2 separate regions of the Rattus norvegicus genome follow, and region 1 is linked to region 2. A link is a contact called in public Hi-C data. All regions are on one chromosome and are shown on one strand. Each heading gives the region's core, a stretch centred on a gene start, on an enhancer-like site or on the middle of the called end of the contact. The rest is flanking DNA. Distances are from core to core; before and after follow the strand shown.

Region 1 (2,700 bases), core at 1-2,500, 76 kb before region 2:
GGGGCTCCTCCCTGACCAGCAGGGATGCTCGCAGCACATTTTCATTCACTAATCCAAGTTTAACAAGTATTAAAGAACATTTTACAGAAAGATAGAACGTAAGTGTGAGACTTTTACTTTAGCACATCTTAAACCGTGGATGGTTAATTCTTGGATATAGGTTATCAGATGGAATTACACAACTCAAAATTGAATAATGCCGACAAAGACTATCTGGTGTGGGGCGAGCATACGTCACCTAATGCCAAAGACAAAAAAAAACAAAACAAAACAAACCAAACAAACCAGGGCTGCTATCAAACTGGCTAAAACAGCCCTCGTAGTTTTAAAGCTTTCTTTTCCGTAGTTACTAGAATCAACACATGCCGGCACCAGTGTATTTCTGTATCATTTTATTATTTAGCGTGTTGGTCAGTATCGCAGTAGCAATAGCCCTTTGTTCAGTTGTTAAGTCCCTTTGGCCGGAATTCTGGCTTGGGAAGGAATCACAGGACAGCCTTTCTTTCAATGTGAATAATGTTACACCTCTGGACACATAGCCACATTTTAAACACAAAGTATTTCAGTGACAACCGGTAACACCTCCATCTTAAACTCATCCTCAGCTCACCACGAGGCTGGGCCGCATCTGCAGCAACCGCCCCTCGGCTCCCTACATCCGACCGCCAGGGGAGAGGAAAGAGGAAAGGCAGGGAAAACGCCTCGCCTGTCCTCTAAGCATAACGCAGCATTGCGACAAGCCACCCTCAGCCTCCACATTGCCCTTTCTGCCACACTTCCGGCAGGATTCCCACGAACAACAGAAACCCCGAGCAGCCAGCACGACAGCGGGTCACGAGCACGCGCAGACGCAGGCCGGGCGCGCACGCCCCGAACGGGCCCTGCGCCCGCTAACGAACCGCAGCTGACCAATCACGATGCGGGAAGATGTCACGTGAGGGGCCGAAGGGCGGGGGGTGGCGAACGCGCCACCCGACGCCACTTCCTCCGCGAACCCGCAACTACTTCCCAGGCCCTTGCCCTCTACTCCGGAAGCCCTGATTGCAGCGGAGGATAGGATAGTTCACGCTCCTTTGGCATCCGAAAGAATACTAAAGAGCAGGGGCGCAACAGCCGCAGTGCCATATTTACCAAGCCGTGGGGACGATGGGGAAAGCAGGGATGCGGTCAGAAAGCCTTTCTGAAATGCTCTCGGCTCCACGCGTTAGTCCTCCTTCAGAAACTTCAACTCCCAGAGGCAGAGGCGGTGGTTGCACGTCTGCTTACGGCACTTGCGTCATCGAACTGCGCTAACTCCAACCTAGAGAAAGGGGAGGGGCCTGTACGGGGCGGGGTCAGGAACTGGGTTTTTTCAGGAGTGGTTAGTGGCTACCACGAGGTGTTTTTCCCTGTCCAGCGTTTGTATTTCTACCTACAGGCATTTATTCATGTGTAAGCTCCGGTCTCGAGGCGAAGATAGCCCCACTTAAAGAAATTGAAATGCGAAACAGACGAAATGCCCTTGTTTTTTCTGTGTTGAAAGGATCTAGTATTGCCCAAATTCTAATTTGTGTAGGAAAAAGTTAACCAATATCACATGGTCTTTCATAGGTGAAGAAAATGTAAACTGAAATAATAAAAATTCATTGAAATTGGGAATTTTAAAGTTTCCTATGTCCTTAGTAAAACGTGTACTTTACATTCCATTCTTTGATGTTTTTCCCATGCTATTTTGCAAAACACTAGTGATATTTCATCGTTTGTAAATACTTGACCTTATATAATCTTGCTAAATATAGACCAAGTCAACCGAGGCGGTGGGAAAAACAATTGGGTAGGTTGGTCTTTTTGTTTTATTTTGTTTTAATTTGGCCTTTCTGATTGACTAGTAGTAGAATTTGAAGATAAAGAGACCCACAATATAGATTTTTTCTTCTTGCTTGACCTTTGAACATGTTACAGGCTCTTAAATAAACTGAAACGTCTCTGGATTTAGTTGGGGGAAAGGCTCTTTCTCTTTTAAACTCTCCGTTTTTTATTTGGAAAAATGTGATCCAGGATTCTCTTGTGGATCTCTCAATGTAAGAGACTTCTGTTAACGGAACATTGGCAGTAAAATCTGGACCCATTTATGGTCTGTTTGTAGGGCATCTTTTTTCAGCTGCCTCCGTAGCTGAGGGAGGATTAGTAATTGGATATGGAGCCCTTCACATGTAGGTCATTAAATTCAGGCTGGCAGAGTGGTGCTCCGAATCTTTCAGCAGCTGTTGGGTTGCCCCTATGGGATCTGTCTTATAAATAATGATACAATTTCAGAGGTGATGCCTAGTATCCTGGATATTTAAAGGAGTTTTTAAGTTATAAGAAAATCCTCCTTTAAATAATGTCACCAAATTTGTCTTGGTTATTTGTTCTCGTGGTTGCAGAATCAATCCAAAGTATGAAAAAAAAAAAAAAACAGTAAAAACTGCAGTTTAGCCAAAGACTGAAGCATAAAGAGTTTAAGGTAAAGTCTTGTGATTTATAAAACTCATGCTTGTTTAGCACATTTGACCCATGCACCATTGTGGTTGACTTAGAATTTTATACAACAATGACTAGATGATTATATCCATCAAAGAAATAGGGGATCCAGAGGTGAATACATATTTAAGATGCCTATAGATAAAAAGGAAGAAATGAATATTTCTTGAGCATGTAGTTTCAGAGATTTTGCAATTT
Region 2 (2,700 bases), core at 168-2,667:
GAAGGGTTTTCCCCCGATGAATTCAGTGTTACAATGAAACTTTCGGATTAAAGAACAGTTCTCATTTCTGTCTTGCTCCTGCAAAAGAGGAAAAATGCAAAGAAAACATGGTCAAAGGAAAGATGACTAATTCTGAAAGAATATTCCCTTTAAAAGTAAAAAAAAAAAAATACATGCCCCGTCTGCCATTTGATTATTTGACCCATTTCTCCGTACTGTGAAACGTGCAGTTTTAAATGTGCTTAGCAACTGTGCCGTTGCAGTTATTAGACATTGCTGACTTCCAGAAAGTGCCCCCAAGTGGAACCCGTCTTTGAAAACTGACTCAAATTTAATTAGCTGTTCAAAATGATTTCAGAGCTAAATGTTTAGTTTCTCTGATGTCCTTTGTAAGGACAAAACGGTGTATTGTATGTGTCCCTAAAATTAACCCACAGAACGGGTATTTAAATTAAATGGCATCTTTTGAAACTTACTATGTCAGTAATTAGATCAGTGAACCCTTGCACTAGGGATTCTGGGAAAGTGAATGACCGCTAAATGAGTTATATGGAATTTCTCACAGCATGCTCTTTTATATAAATCACATTTGCTGTCTATAAAATATATCTCAATTAAACCTCTATTAAGACAGTACCGATATTATTCAAAAGTATAAAAAATTATCCATTTCATCTATTTTTAAACTCTTTAATATAATCTACTAGAACTCTGCTTAAGGATTTTTTTTAATGCCTGGAAGTTGGTTTTCAGATACAATATTATGAAGACAAAAATGAAATGCACTTCAAGTGCATGAGAAGAAGTCTCTATCATGTGAAACAACTTTGAGATAGAAGTCTCAAGTAACATCTAACTATATGCAACCACCGTAGCAAGGCAAGGTATACTTTAGTCCCGTGACCTAGAAAAAAAGCCTGTTTGAGCACAGGTTTATTAAGAATAAAAGAATAATAATGTTTTGGCAGCTCATGTGAATATACATCAAAAATATCTTCTTGTTTCATATTTATATTGAGAAAATATATTCGGGCTAAAGGAACTGTTGATGTGTGGAATATATAGTGCTCACAGCTAAGCAGTCCCCCGGAGCTGTAGTGCTCACAGCTAAGCAGTCCCCCGGAACTGTGCCCACAGCTAAGCAGTCCCCCGGAGCTGTAGTGCCCACAGCTAAGCAGTCCCCGGGAACTATTGTATGGCACATGGGTACCTACTGCTCACCATTCCCCAGGAACTCACTGATACACAGTTTGCTAACCTTGATTTTCTCTCTTAACAGACACAGAACAACAAGAGGAAACTGAACATTATCACATGTGAAGGAGGAGTGATCGTGTGACTCAGAAGAATAATCGGGATTACATGAAGGAACTTGACAGGAATTCTGGCTTGGTGTGGTCATAAGGCAAGGTTTTAAGGACTCTGAGCAGAGGGAAAGGGGGCCAATAGGAGGGGTAGGGGAGGAAGAACAGGGGAGGAGCAGGAGGAGGAGCAGGGGGAGAGTAAGAAACTCCCCTTCAAGATGACAGTCAACTAAGAAATGAAGATAAATTTGTTTATTCAATATCCTAGGATCACACTCAAGGATCGTTAGTCTAGATATTGCTTTGTGGATATCCATAAGGCATTTTTTGTGTGTGTTTCTATTAATTTTAGAGAAATTTTGTTTGAAAGTTCGAAAGTATTGGTCTAATTCTTATTAAGGATGGAACAGTAATAATTAGCCAATAAAAACCACCAGAGGCTTCTCAAGTGAATTCTGAGAGTAAAGATGAGGGGTTTACTATACTGTATTACCGAGTGGTCTTCCTGGATGCCTTCCCAGGAGTTTAGACCTGGAACACTGACTGCATTCATCAGGGATTCAGGGCAGCCTTCCCTTTTTCCTCCCAGGCTTGTGCCCAGACAGAGAGGAAAATCACCACATGCAGTTGGCAAGCTGGACCCAGAGTTGTATAACAGGCTGGAAGGCTGTGGGGATGCTAGAATACTCTGGCACCCAGCCAACTGGCTTGCCTGGCACCCAGCCAGCTCCAAGGGAACTGTTGAGCCATTTCCTGATTGGGAACTTCAGCTACCTTGTGCACAGGCCCCTGATACCACCCTGGATGTCTGAAACAATAGGGTTGATTTCCTGGTTTGTCCAGAACCTGTGGAAATTCCAGGCATTTATTTATTTCCAGGTTCAAGTTTCCAAGAAACACTGGCACTTTCTATATGATCTTTGAAGGGGGTTAACAATTCCATCTTTACAACTTTTCTCAAAATTATTTCCATTCTACAGATAAAAGAAAGTGTATACAACACTGGCCTACACCAGTAAATAATGGTATTACACTCAGTCCCAGCTGCCTGACTTTAGGTCATGTGTACCTGTGCTCTGGTCAGAGGCATAGCTCCCGTTACCCAAAATGTTTCCACCCATCACCATACACCCACCACACACACACAACAAATACACACCACACACAAATAACACACACACACACACACACACACCACAAATACCACAACACACACATACACACATACCACAGATACACCATACATATACACACCACACCACACACTCATTCTACACACACACACACACACACACACACACACACACACACACACCACCACCACCACCACCACCACCACCACATTCTTTCTCTCTCTCTTCTTATGATGGTGGAATGGCTAGACCATTTAATTTTC

What was found. Hi-C and Micro-C count contacts between places; a contact is called where the count stands out from the background.
Region 1: a Hi-C map of frontal cortex shows a contact between it and region 2, with 2.8 times the contacts expected there. The contact joins the promoter of Trmt10a here to the enhancer-like site in region 2. A contact is called at or near these places in 3 of 12 Hi-C or Micro-C datasets (the A7r5 cell line, frontal cortex and psoas muscle) and 1 of 1 datasets of contacts at active chromatin or transcription factors (oligodendrocytes).

Annotation. Positions count from the first base shown.
Region 1 is chr2:229,341,403-229,344,102 of GRCr8, reverse strand. Trmt10a (tRNA methyltransferase 10A) reads right to left here and starts at 1,250. Exons shown (of 8, transcript NM_001044232.1): 1 at 1,132-1,250.
Region 2 is chr2:229,265,863-229,268,562 of GRCr8, reverse strand. C2h4orf54 (similar to human chromosome 4 open reading frame 54) reads right to left here. Exons shown (of 3, transcript NM_001399866.2): 3 at 1-78. Among named protein-coding and RNA genes, the nearest start is that of C2h4orf54, 13 kb to the right of the region's middle. Within about 2 kb of position 1,417, at least 12 of the 93 cell types and tissues checked have an H3K27ac peak or open chromatin away from gene starts, as enhancers often do.